Regions from separate parts of the Xenopus tropicalis genome. Here region 2 is linked to region 1. Evidence: chromatin contacts called from public Hi-C data. All regions are on one chromosome and are shown on one strand. The core of a region is the stretch at or near the end of the contact, and the rest is flanking DNA. Distances in the headings are between cores, read along the strand shown. Region 1 has its middle 24 kb from the start of mapre2. Region 2 holds the start of LOC100145789.

Region 1 (6,864 bases), core at 3,059-5,558:
AATTTGATCTACTTTTATAAAAACAGCAGGTTTCCCTCCCTTATGAATAAAAAGATGTCCATTTACTGCATACATCTAAATACTTCTGCTTGAAACCATTTTTTACACAGGGCTGCCATCAGGGTGTAAAGGAAGGACTGCTATAAGAGGTCCAGTAATTTTTAGGACCAGGAGGCCCAGATAGCAAATTTTTTTTCTTATTATCAGGAATAGTGTCAGGCAGACAGAGGACAACACCACCGGTCAGAATGTAAGTGCTCATTTACAATGCCCCATGCAGTGTGCAAAGTGCAAAAAAGGCTGCAATGGGGCATATGGTGGCAACAAAAAGTGCTGGTGGGAATTATCCATGGCTGGCACTCAATAGGGGTGGGGCACACCGGCAGATCTGGTACTCTGGCAAGCTTGTCTGACCTTGCATTTCAGTAAGAAGCAACTCTTTTAGCTGGGGTTTTTCATTTAAAGTAAAAAATATGTTTTGTTGAACTTTTATGTTTAAGGCTTTGTATTTTGTTTTATCAATTTTATACTCCCTTATTGTAAAATATAAAGACCAAGTCATGAAACTTCTAATATCCTGATATTTTATTCTAATATCCTGATAATTTATTATAATATAATACACAAGTTTAAGTGAGTCATGTGACATAAATGACATCATTAAGTCCTGATTATAACTGATGACATCACTAAGCATAGTTTATAAGAATATAATTTATAGGATAGTCATGGCTCTTGTGTTTTATAGCTGTATATCCTCCAAAATCTCTATCTTGGAGGTAGGCATTTCTTGTGGAATACGGGACTCAGCAAATGTTTCAATTGTAAAATGACATTTTAAAGAGGTGTTAACTCTTAACTGTTCTCTGCACATACAGTATAATGTGCATTACTCTTGTACATGTAGCATCCAAACGCTAATTCACTGGTAGTTTACTGTTTCTTATAATATGAGTAGCTCCCACTTCTCCTATGCATGCCCGTGTTGACTGCTGTATGTGAAATAGGTATAGGTTCTCTCTTGCACAGCTATGACCTTATTTTTTTTACATAACATCTCAAGAATCAAAATGAAATTTAATTACATATATAAATAAAGCAGGTCAGAGAGAGTGCACCAATCCAAGCGAAAAAAAATTAGCAGTTAACACAAGGAAAGTTTAACTGGCCACACCGCCTAGAGGTGTCCATATAGCAAGCAAGAGCAATAGCATCTTACCTTGTATTTCCAGCTAACTTAGAAGAAATGTTTCCATCAAGGAGATTGACCCTGAAATAGCCCAATTTCTAGGACAGATCCTACACTGGGTGTTTAGCAGAGGAATTGCTGGAAACAAAGAGCTGAGACTTCCTCCCCTTGACAATAACATTACTGTGACACTACAATAGCACATTGATGCTAATCTTACAATGTATTCTTCAGCTCATCCCAAAATACAAAGACTGTGCGCTGTTTAAAGGAAAATGGAAACTGCACACGAAAGTTAGAATTTTTGAACATCCCCCCAGCATCCGATCAGCACCAGTTTGCAGCAGTGGAGTGCAAGTGCGCCATCACACACCACTGAATGTTTTCCTGTTAGAATTCATCACTGGGAATGAATTCTAGGGATATCATTTTGACAATATTTAGAGCTCTTATGTATCATAATGATTATAGTATGTGCAAGGAATTAGCAGTCATATCGTAGTGCTGAAGATCAAGTTCTGCCATTTGAAGTCAAGAAAGACTATTGGTAGTTGCTCCCATGTAGTTATAAACTTTTAGTAATTCTGTATTTTGTAAAAGTTGTGTGTTAAAGGAGAAGGAAAGGTTAATAAAGAGTTAATCTCAAGCTGCAGGCATACCTTCAGTTGTCTCAATAGTGCCCTTAAGTCTCCCCATATTTCTCCTGTTCAGATGATCAGAAACCAAACAGGAAGAAAAAATGCTGAGCTGTGTAAAGAAAGTTCCCATAATGCCTCACTCCTGCACAAACACCCAGACCAAGTGTACATGCCCAGTTAGTAAGACTATGGGGCACATTTACTTACCCACGAACGGGCCGAATGCGCAAAATCTGGCGATTTTTTCGTAGCGTTCGGATTCATTCAAGCTTCAGTATGGTGACTTTCCTTGGGCCAGGTTGGAGCTGCAGGGTGCCATTGAGTCCTATGGGAGACTTTCCTTGGGCCAGGTTGGAGCTGCAGGGTGCCATTGAGTCCTATGGGAGGCTTCCAAAATCATGCTAAGTCTGAAAGTTTCGCCTGCCGCTTATGAGCACTCAATACGAAAAAGTCGCGACAAGATACGAGCGAATCGTAATGGCTACGAAAAACTCGCATTTTTTCGCGAAAATCGTATTGGTAACGAAAAAGTCGCGACAATTTCCGAAAAGTCGTAAAGGCGCCGAAAAAAATTGCAAAAATACGAAAAAGTCGCAAAATGTTCGTTTTCCAATCGGAATTTTTCCAATTCGGATTCGAATTCGTGTCTTAGTAAATCAGCCCCTAAGAGTCAGCTTCCTGCTGATTGGCTCAGATCCACATTCCTAAGGGGGGGGGGTGAGTTCTTAGCATTCTTGAGGGAGGGGGGAGCAGGAGAGAGGAGACAGCAGAGACCTGCCTGTCTCTGGCACATGAATTACAGACACAAGAAATCTTTTCAAAGTGAAGTCAGTGCAGCATTTCTGTGAGTGCTTATGGCTGTATTTACATAGACCTTTCTGATAAAGCTTACTTAGTTTTTACCTTTCTTTCTCCTTTAAACTCCTCTAGTAAATTTATAGCAGAATTTCATCTCTTCTAGAGCAGAGGGCACTCTCTGCAATAGCTAGGAGGCCCCTACTTGCCCCTAGTGCAGAAGGTAAGCATGGCGTTAGGGGTGTGACACTGTCTAGGCAATCTGCCCTGTTGAGAGCCACAGCAAAACCATTTTATGGCCCCCCAAACTATATTTGGAAACTGTTTGTTTCATGGCCCCAGTAGTCGCAGGGTCTGTTTACCTTTTGTTTCACCCCTAGAACAAGCTAAGATGGCCTTTTCCTTAACTTTTTGTTACTCTACTGTGCATGTGCACCTGGCGCAAAGAAGCAAAAAGCAGGTAAAGGATAGATCTGTGGTGCTCACTGAAAAGTATTCTGGTCAGTGCAGTTTTCTTTTGATATGAGCACTGGCACAGGTGAGTGATAATAATCACTGTGGGATACCTAACATTTGGCATCCCAGTGATTTAAAATTTTCTCTTTCTCCTGCTTCTTCTTTCTGTGTTACCCCATGGCTGATGCATTGAGCAGTAGAGTTCTTTGTTGAAGTTCGGCTTTTCACCCTAATGCACATGCACACCCGCTTGAAGAAAAAAGCAGGAAGAGGGTCACTCTGTGATGTTCACTGAAAAGAAGCCCAAGCCAGTGCAGTTTTCTGCTAATAGGAGCACCAGCCCGGGGTCTGAGGTAAGTGAATACGATAAGGGTTGGACTGGGCCAAGATTGACAAGGGACACCGGCAAAAAACCTGGTGGGCCCTTGTGGCCCAGATCTGCTCTCTGTATTACTTGTGCTTCAAATAGAAATAAAGGGATGTGATGTGCGTGTGCGCATGAGCTCAGGGGGGGGGTGTTCTGGCCGCAATTGTAAGGAACAAAGTACGCAACTGGGGGAGCTATCAGTTTTGTTAATCTTTTGGGGTAAAAATCTTTCTTAGCATGATATAAATGTTGACCATCAAACCAAATATTGCAGAAAATATCTGTGAACATTCTCACAATATTAATATCTACCAAATTTGCTGTTCATTGTTGCTTCCCAGCTAACCTGATCCAGGCTTGGCTGTTTCGTAGAAAGCAACAGTCAAATATTACTCAATCTCCATGTGCACACTTATGTTTTCCAAAAACACTACTGCAAAAGGTTCCACCAGTGGGTCAATAAAGAACCAAGGATACTAAATGTGTTATCAAATTGTGATAACTTTCTTTACTATATTGTCTACCACTAGATACTTTTTTCTCTTCTGTTTTGGAGAGAATCTATAAAAATAAACGTGTGAAATAAAATTCCAATTGTAAAATGTAAAATTTCCAGGCCACGTGATTCCTCAGCATGACAGAAAATGGTGGCTAACTTTTAAAAGTATTGTGTAAGTACAGAGTTATATTTGCATATTGGCTAAAGGTACCATCACTGCTAAATTTAGTCACAGAGGTCACATTTTATCCTGAGCTATATATATATATAGCTGTACAGTGTAAAACAGGATACCGTGCCAGCCCCATTAGAGTGGCACTCATATTAGGCAACGTGACAAGGAGGAAACAAGGTAACACAGCAGTGACCTGCAAGCTACAAGCTTTTGAAATGGGTTTCTACATAGTTGCTGGAAATGTGTTAATGCACAAAATAAACCACACTCTGCAAAAGGATGGTTTTCATTGGATAAATAACTTTTTTTCAACTCTCACATGACTGGAATACAAAATTCCATTAAAAATAATACATTTCACAACTAGCAAATTAAGAAAATATATTGGAATATATATTGAACCTAAGAGCCACACTTTGAATCACATGTAAATGTTTCTTTAAAAGAGCTACAAATGCTCCTCAAGTGCTGCCCTAGGAAACCAAGAAGGAAAGGAGGCTGTAAATAAAGCTTTATACCTTTTACCCAATAAGAGCCAGGCCAAGACCATTGGGCTGTGGCTGCACTGGGCTAGCAGTGGATTCTGTGGACTGCAGTTCAGCAACACCTAAAGCACTTCAACGTCCACACGAAAAAATTATACATCCACAGCACACAGTTTAAGGGCTAGTTTAAACGTAGAAATTAGTTTAAAAATACAGGTGCCTGTCTGGAAAAAGCAATACAGGTTCCCCCACATAAAAACTGCTCACCGCTCATATCCTCTGGTCCAGGTGCAACCTGCCCCGGACCCTGCACTCAGGTGAAAAAACTCACGGCCAGGGAGAACCCACTTCCAAAAAAGAAAGCATTATGCTTACCAAATGGTCCTATTGACCAGGGTGCTCCCGCCCCGAGTTCGTAGCCAGGGAACAAATCTCGTCACAAAACTTCACACATTGGCAGTGCACTCCGGGTCAGCATAAAAAGCAGCAACAGTTGGTATTAATATGATCAACCTTTATTTGCACATTTAAAAAACACAGCTTGAGGTTCAAACATCCAACTCCAAAATGACTGAAGTTATTAAAAGTTCATAAACCATATCAAGAAATTCCTCTAATACTGGTATGCAGCACTGACTGCTTTGTTTTAATATTGCAGTGCTGTAAGTCAGCCTAGACTGCAATTAGCATTCAGGTTTGCCAAATTACAAATATGTCAGTTATGTAAAATACCTCATTTACTTAGGCCCACAAAGGACTTATTGCTTGACTAATAGCTTAAACATGCACTGTTTGCCCTTTAATTATACTACTGACATGAAACTTAGTTGGCTCTACGTTGTACATTCCCTCAATGTCAAGGGAAGGAGTATGAAAAGCTTCCTGCAGCTGGCCCAGTTACCAGGCTCCACCACAATAGAATACACAGGCCACACCAGTTAGGCACATGCAACCAAACACAGACAAAACTAACAGATCCACACTGCTGCCGCATAGTAAAGCACCCAGTAGTATCAGCCACATACTACTGTGCATTATGACATATGTAGAACTGTAGCAATAATTCAGTTCTTTTTCTAAAATAGCAAAGAGAGCAACACTGCACACCTCTAGATCTTATAGTATAGAGCAGATATAACAAACTAGAAGTGTCACTGTATGTGTGGCCAGTATCTACTAAAGCATAACAAGCAGACACAATTCTATCACAAAGAATTAATCTGTTTCCACTTCTGCAGGAAGCACACATAGATTCTGCTAAATTTACTGTACGTAAAACCTTGTGGTACTGAAGGTTTCCCAGGGAAACATCAAATGACAAAGAATTATCAGATTTATAAAAATAATATGCTAGTAACACCATAGTGAATCTTCCCCGTCATGGCATTCTTGTTTTTTTACACAGAAACAGATTCCTGCACAACCACTGCCTTCATCCTATTTTCCTAATTATATAAAAATATATATTTATAAATGGATGATTGTACAGGTATGGGACACGTTATCCAGAATGCTTGGGACCTGGGTTTTTCCGCATAAGGGGTCTTTCCATAATATGGATCTCCTATCTTCAGCCTGCTACAAAAATATATAAACAGTAATTAAGCCCAATAGGATTGTTTTGGCTCCAATAAGGATTAATTATATCTTGGTTGGAATCAAGTACTGTGTATGGCGCATAATTTCGGCAAGCTGAAAAACGCGTGGTGAGAACACATGCCATACACTCCTACCTGTGCCTGCACCCAAATGAATTGAATACGCTTGGGTGCAGGCACAAGTAGCCGATATCTGCATAAAAACGCAGGAAAATGCAAAGTCTTGCATTTATTCGTATGCAGGTACATGTAGGAGCGTATGGCTTGTGTTTTTGGCAAGCGTTTTTCGGCCTGCTGAAAATATACGCCATACACAACGTGTGGCATTAGCCTTAGACCTGAGAAATGGAACTTTCATTTGAAGCAGCTTAGGTGTTTCTTCACAGTCAGAGCAGTGAGGTTGTGGAGTACTCTGCTGGATGACGTTGGGATTCTATCAATGTCCAATAAGAATGGCTTGGAAGAATTCTTGAACAAGAATAATATCAAAGGCTATTGTTATCTGAAGATCTACAGCTAGTTAGTATTAATTAGTTGTTTAGTTTAGTTAATTATTTAGTTTAGTTATAAGTTAGCTACTTAATATATTGGTATATGTAGTTTATATATGTGAGTGTATAGATAAAAAATGGCTGTTGAACCCAGTGCCCATCCCAGGCAAC
Region 2 (6,864 bases), core at 2,400-4,899, 100 kb before region 1:
TCGGTTACGAAAATTTCGTAACTTTCGGATTGCAACCACAATATTTACGTACGACCACGACACAAATTTTCGTGCAATTTACGCACATCAGAAATTATCATGGTTACTACGAAATTTTTCCAATTGTGCTTTTAACAATCCGAAATTTGTGGTTTAATGGATGGGCCCCTACGTAATTGTGCAGGACGCTGTCTGTGATTCAGTTGGGAAGGGGAGCAAGTGCACTGGAGCTAAAGTGAATTATAAGCCAGGAAGGAATTACTTCTGCTTCACAGTTATATAGGTTCTTGAGTCAATTTGAAGTAACTTCATATTGCCCTATAATATGATTTTTATAAAAATAAGTATTTGTTTTTAAGTTTTAAGATGAGTTGACCAAAAAGATAACAAGATAAGGAAACAGTACTCATCTAATGAAAATCCAAGCAGTGATTCTGAAGGTGGTGGTCCCCAGAGACCCTCTGGACAAAAGGCACAGTGTGATCCAGGTGCTGGAATAATATGGCTGGTGCCTACATTTTTTGAAGAGTCAGCTTGTACCCACTCAGAAGGTCATCTTCCTAGGAGCCAGAATAGACTCAAGGAGTGGGATAGTGGTTCTGTCAGAAAAAAAGACAACATAATCTACAAGAGGTGATTCTAAAATGAAAGATGATAGATATGGATGCAGAGAATACATCAGTTTTTTATTAAAGGGCACCTGTTACTTTCTCCCTCACCAGAGCAAACTAAAGGTTTTGGGGGAACAATTTTTTTAATTGCCCCCCCCCCCCCAGCAGTAGGCCACCTACAACATTATGGTGATCCTGGTGCAGGCAGCCATGTTGTGGCACAGAAAATTATGCCACAACTTTCTCTCGTTATGAGCATGCACGTAATGTCAACAAGTGCGCCACAAGAAGCGCCCATTATGAGCATGTGCTCCACTTAAAGGGCACCTATTACCCTATATTGTTTCCCCCACCAGAGGTGCGGGTGAAAAAGTGCTGGGATTTGGGCTAAATTCAAATCAGATCCTGGATTTGTTGTATCTTTAAATGGGACATATGTGTAAAGTATAACTCAATGTAAATTTGCTCAAAGTACAAGATGAATAGCACAGTGCCAAATATACATTATTATCATCATTTGAAAAGGGAGGAAAGGGGATTATAGGAGACGTAAAGCAAGAAAAAGGTGAAAGGTGAAGTCAAGAATATTCAAGAGAGATTGGTTAATCAATCATCAACTTTAGAACAAAGGAAAATTAAAAACAGTTTAATCATAAATTAGGTTGGACGACAGTCTATATAAGGACTATAAGGGTTTGAAGATAATTTGAGGTTTGAGTGACACTCCTGACATCCCACTGTGGGTGGTAGTTCAACAACACCATCTAGCAAATTTCCTTCCATATAGCGAAGCTATATGTAACCCATGCTCTAACCTAAATACCAGCATTACATATAGATGCTACAGGTCTTGTGAAAAGTTTGATGCCCAATATCCATAGAGTTACTAAAAAATGTGGTATGTAGAGGGACCAAAATTAAAAAATGAAAATCCAGTGCATTTTACATGTGGTAAAAGCCCCAAATCCTGAGTTGGCCCCAGAAAACTATTTATTTTTGAGAATACACATTCTGCAAATCCAAAACAGACACATGAAACAGCCCAGGGGAATCTTATCTCCCACATTTTATCAGTTTACAAAAAACGTAAATATGAATTCCAAGAGCATTCTGAAAAATAGGGCATGTGAACAACAATGCAGGATTAAAAATGCAACTGCTGTATAATTAGTAGTTAATATTCCTGATGCACTAGTCACACTGCAAATAAACAGTTTTTAGAGGGAAAGCAAGATACAAAACAGTAAGAAATAAAAGGAAGAAAAAATGTGTACATGTGTTTGTTCATTGTATGTGTGTACACACATACATTGTGTGTGTATGAGAATAACCATGAAGTGTGTGTTTAGAAAAGTGTTTGTATGTAAATTAGTGTGCATGTAAACGTGTGTCTATACAAGGTGGATCGTTTTGCACAACATAAAGTTCGGCAGCATTTAAATACCCAAATAGCAGACATGTCATTGCAATGTGTATGTTGTTTAGTGTTCATCCAACACAATGATTATGTCAGGACCAGGTGGCTTGTTGTCCAGGGGGTTGTGATTTATCCTGACGCTCTGCACAAGCAACTCTTGCCAAAGAATGTAGCTAATACTTTTTTTTTTACGTTAAGGGCCAGATTTACTAAAACTAGAATTTTACTGGCCTTGAAACTTGTAAAAACTGTACTTTTTTTAAATAAAACATGATCATTCTTGCATTTATTAAATGTTGGTAGGGTTGAATGAAAAAATTTAGTTTTTTTATCTGAAAATCGAGATTTTTTTGAGCCAAAAAATTTGAGAAATTGGTGAAATTTTTTAAATGGCTATTAATTTCCATGAATATTCTTTATTTTTCCCAAACAGAAATTGCTCCAGCAGCCTTTTTAGGAGCATTGGCACTCTTCTTGGAAAACAATAATGTGTTTAAGTTTCACTTGAAACTGGGTGAAATAGAAAACAATGATGGGATTAACTTCCCCTTGAAAGTGTGTGAAATAGAAAACAACGGTGGGATTAATTTCCCCTTGAAATTGGGTGAAATAGAAAACAATGGTAGAATTAAATTCCCCTTAAAAATGTGTCAAGGACAGGCCGTCACTGACTACTCTATTCCTTTACTATTCTAAGCCTCCATAGGACTCAATGGTTGTTGCCAGCTAGCATACGTTTTGTCAGTCAAAAAAAACCAAAACATAAAAAAACCATACTTTTCTCAGATAACCTTAGTGAATGGGCACCTTACAGTCTTAAGTATGCCAGCAACTGGGAGCTATGTGATTGGCAACAAAGAGTTAAATATCGGTTTAAACGCTATAATAACATAACGTATTTATTGAGCTGGTAGCACCTGGGCAGTAACCCATGATACCTAAATACATTTCTGCTGTCATTGTTGTACCAGCAGTTGGAATGACAAGGCTAATTGCTATTTGTTTGCTGTGGGTTAATGCCAAGGGACAAATATGCCCATTGTTCATTGATTTGTTTGTAGGCACAAATATATGTGAGTATCTTTTTGATTGCTGAGAAGCTAGATGTACTGATGAACATTTTACCTGATAGTATTTCTGGGTGTGCACCATTTATGCTATCCCCTAAAACACCTCCCACCTCTGTTTAGTCAGGTAAGTTATTCATTTTTTTACCTTGTATTTCTTTTTAGAAGTGTGTTCCTTTATCATGTGACATTTTGTATGCAGTTTCTTTACGAAATCATTTCTTGTGTCTGTTTCATACTTTTTGCCTTTAGAAAAAAATGTACTATAAATTGTAAAACTGAATTAAAAGGTTAAGCTGATTATGAGGAGAACAGTTTTGTAGCTTTGGCTCTTTTCACTCTGTTTTGTAGTCTGTGAGGAAACGCATGGCGATACCTGAGTAGGGAGTGATTACAAGAGCTGTTTCCTTAATAGATAAGATAGCTTAGGAGAGAATGAAAAACCCATGCACATAGGCACACATTCGCATTATAGCTGTTCTTGCCAGTTGCTGCCTAGCTACAGTACCTGCATCTCTTACCTGGGGGAAAGGAAAACAAGAGCAAACACTAAATGAAAAGAAGAATAACAGAACCATCATGTTTAACCACCGCTATATAACGCCAGATCAACTTGCTGGTTTTGATAACTACAAGGTAAAAATGTTGCAACAGAAAGTATATATTTGTGTGGTTAGTCTAATGTGCCAGTAAATGTTTTATGTTAATACAAAATGATTGGCTACAAATACCAAATAAGGACCAACAATTATTTCCACCTGCACCTAAAATCCTGTCGCAACATTGTCTGCTGTAACAGAAAGCTTTTCGCATGTACCGGTAGGATTGTGCACTTCTGCAAATACAACGGCCACTGTATCTGCAGAAGTGCATGGTTTTACTGGCACTTGTAAAAAGTTTTCTATTTCAGCAGCCGAGGATTGGGCAGGCTTTAAGGTACTTCAGAGCTGAGCGGCTAGCAAATATGCAGGAGGTGCCCCTAGCTATAACAGCCTGGGGAGTACACTGATGCTTTATGATGAACAGAATTTGCAAATTAGGGATATATTTTTTGAAAAGTGTGGGTCAGTTGTTTATCTAGTAGAGGGGGTTAGTTGTTAGTCATAATCTAAAGGGCTATTCAAGGTGAATTGCAACTCTTTTGGAGCTACGTATTATCATATCACAGCCCTTTTGGGGTCCGAGAGGTTTTAAGATCCAACCACAGGCATTAACTGTTGATCAGTGTTGAAAGTTGTTCTGCACTACTTGAAAGAGTTCCAGTTGAACTTTACTGATCTAAACATAGACGCTTCTGTATTGTTACTGATACCTGAACACATAATTTATTTACTAATGAAGATTATATTTCATCTGCTCTAGTTCTAGTTTGTATTTACATGCTTGTGGATCAAAGATGGTTAAGGAACATTGTGGTGAGGTTTTAATATATAATATGTATTATCTGATAGTGATAATTTCAGTTAATTTGACTGATCAGTATATCTCCTGGGAAAAGGTAATTTATAATATTAATTATTAATAGGGCACAAAGATAAAAAAAAAGGAAGGCTGTAATTTTTGCCCAGAAAAGTTGAAATTGTAGTTGGTAGTGCTACACATCAGCTTTATTAGCAGGTGAATTTAGAGCAAGAGTTATCAGTGACGGTGGTATCTGTGGTTCTTGGCAACTAATTATTGCTTTGATTTCAGAGATAATACTCAGTTGGGCAACTTAACATATTTATCTATGTGGCTTTAAATAATAATAATTTAATGGCATTAATAACATGGGAATCAATATGTACAAATATATTATCTCAATTTTATGGCCCTTTTGCTTTCATTAAAAAAAGTCTGTCTTTGGGAATGTGGAGGGTGGACACTGGGGAGACCTTATGCTTTTGGCAGCAACAATAATTCTGTCGCCTGATTTATAGTTGTTATCAGTGTTCATCAGACTGCGCCTCCTGGTACAAATGTCAGTTAATGCTAAACCTTTAGTGTGAGATCATCGCTTAGTAAACAGTCAATAACCTTGGCAAGATTATACTATTGTCTCCTATCTTAGTATGGATAACACAGGGTTTGGAGTATTAACCCTTATCATCTGACACCTGATTAAAATGGAACTACAAGTAATACTATTTAAGCTTTTTATATGGAGGTATAGATATACCACACAATAGAGTTGTTTCTGACAAAAAGTCTGGGTCAAGGATATGAATAATGTTGCAAGACATCCTATTTACCAGATATGTAGGTTATTGCTGTGTATTTGTTTATGAATAATTTACTTTGCATATACTTTGTCATCAACTTTTTCTGAGGGTGTTATGATAACAAGATAGGATTTTTATTTAAAGGTACCTCTGGCCAAAAAAATTAAAATAGCTCCACATTTAGGATATTTGTGTTCATGTATTAAAGTCAGGAGTACCCCGCACAGTAAAAATGGTACAAGTATATAAACACACTGTGGGGGTCAATTATAAACACTAGGCAAATTTGCCCTTTTTTCAGCCAGCTGCAGGTTGAACAATAAAACCACACATTTAATTGGTTGTTATTGGTTACTGCTCAGGTGCAGATTTGCCCAGTGTTTATAAATGAGCCCCACTATGTTATAATTATCTCTTGCCAGGTGAAAGGTAATAAGCAAGCCTGCTAGCTGCTCACATGGCCTAGTGCACAGGGAAAGCAGCCAGAAACCTAGAGATTTCTGGCTCAAATCCCAGCAGAGCCTTACAGTTATCCTTTGTATTTCAATGTCATGTAGTACCTTTGGTCATTGTGCCTCTTCTTTATAAAATGCAATGGCCCAGGTTACTGTTTACAGATCACCCCTGCCATTTTTAGTCTTTAAACAGTTATCCCTTGCACTTATTTAAGCTGGGCCCAAGTTGATTGTTAGTGTAAGCTACAGGCCCCTTAGGTAGATGAAGGCTAATTGTCTGCTGGGAGCGGCAGTGAAATCACTCCAGCTTGCAGTTATCAAAGCACAAGTCACATAGATGAGGGCCCCTGAGAAACTAACAATATGTCTACCCCCATGTCAGATTTAAAAATGGGTCCCTCCATACTAGCACCCTCTGTCCTTTGTGTGCAAATTAGGCCACCCGCAACCAGACCCTCCAGTGCCCTGGGCCGCTCCCAAATTCATCTTCATCTACCATCCTCACTTGTCCCAATCTGCACTAGACATTGCACTTTATATTCTATATAAACTATATGTAGTTTTGAAGGATTTTAACTCTTTGTGTTTTAGCTTGGTTGCTGATTGAGCTAAGGGGGTAGTACCCTTAAGGTATAATTGTTGATAGGATATTGTTTTTGTTGACCCTCTTCTTCACTTACAGAGCTAGTTTATGGTTTTTCTTTGAAATAAATATTTAAAAACCTATACCCCACTGATGCCTCATTTAATGTAATTGTATTGGTATTTATTTTGATTATTGAAAACTAGCAGTAGCTGCTGCATTTCCCACCCTAGGCTTATACTCGAGTCAATACTTTTTCTAGTTTTCTTAGGTAAAATTAGGTACCTCGGCTTATATTCGGATCGGCTTATACTTGAGTATATATGGGTAATAAAGAAAAAACTTTTTTTCTCCTTTTAATGGATTTCAGTGCAGAGTTCTGGAAATAATAATAAGAAGAAGCCTAACAACCAGACAATTTGGGGCATTTACAAACACTGAGTTTTTTTTGGTTCAAGTTTTTTGACACCAAAATATGATTTTGTCACTGAAAAAAAACAAGATTTTGGCGTGATTCATTAAAACTGTGA

The links. Hi-C and Micro-C count contacts between places; a contact is called where the count stands out from the background.
Region 2: a Hi-C map of liver shows a contact between it and region 1, with 2.8 times the contacts expected there. The contact joins the promoter of LOC100145789 here to the enhancer-like site in region 1. A contact is called at or near these places in 2 of 5 Hi-C or Micro-C datasets (brain and liver).

The regions. Positions count from the first base shown.
Region 1 is chr6:112,858,420-112,865,283 of UCB_Xtro_10.0, reverse strand. It overlaps a transcript of mapre2 not described here. Among named protein-coding and RNA genes, the nearest start is that of mapre2, 24 kb to the left of the region's middle. Within about 2 kb of position 4,308, at least 1 of the 11 cell types and tissues checked has an H3K27ac peak or open chromatin away from gene starts, as enhancers often do. A contact at or near this core is called in liver, where this site is marked.
Region 2 is chr6:112,957,386-112,964,249 of UCB_Xtro_10.0, reverse strand. It overlaps LOC100145789, which reads left to right and starts at 3,649. Exons shown (of 10, transcript NM_001127151.1): 1 at 3,649-3,731. The coding sequence starts at 3,675.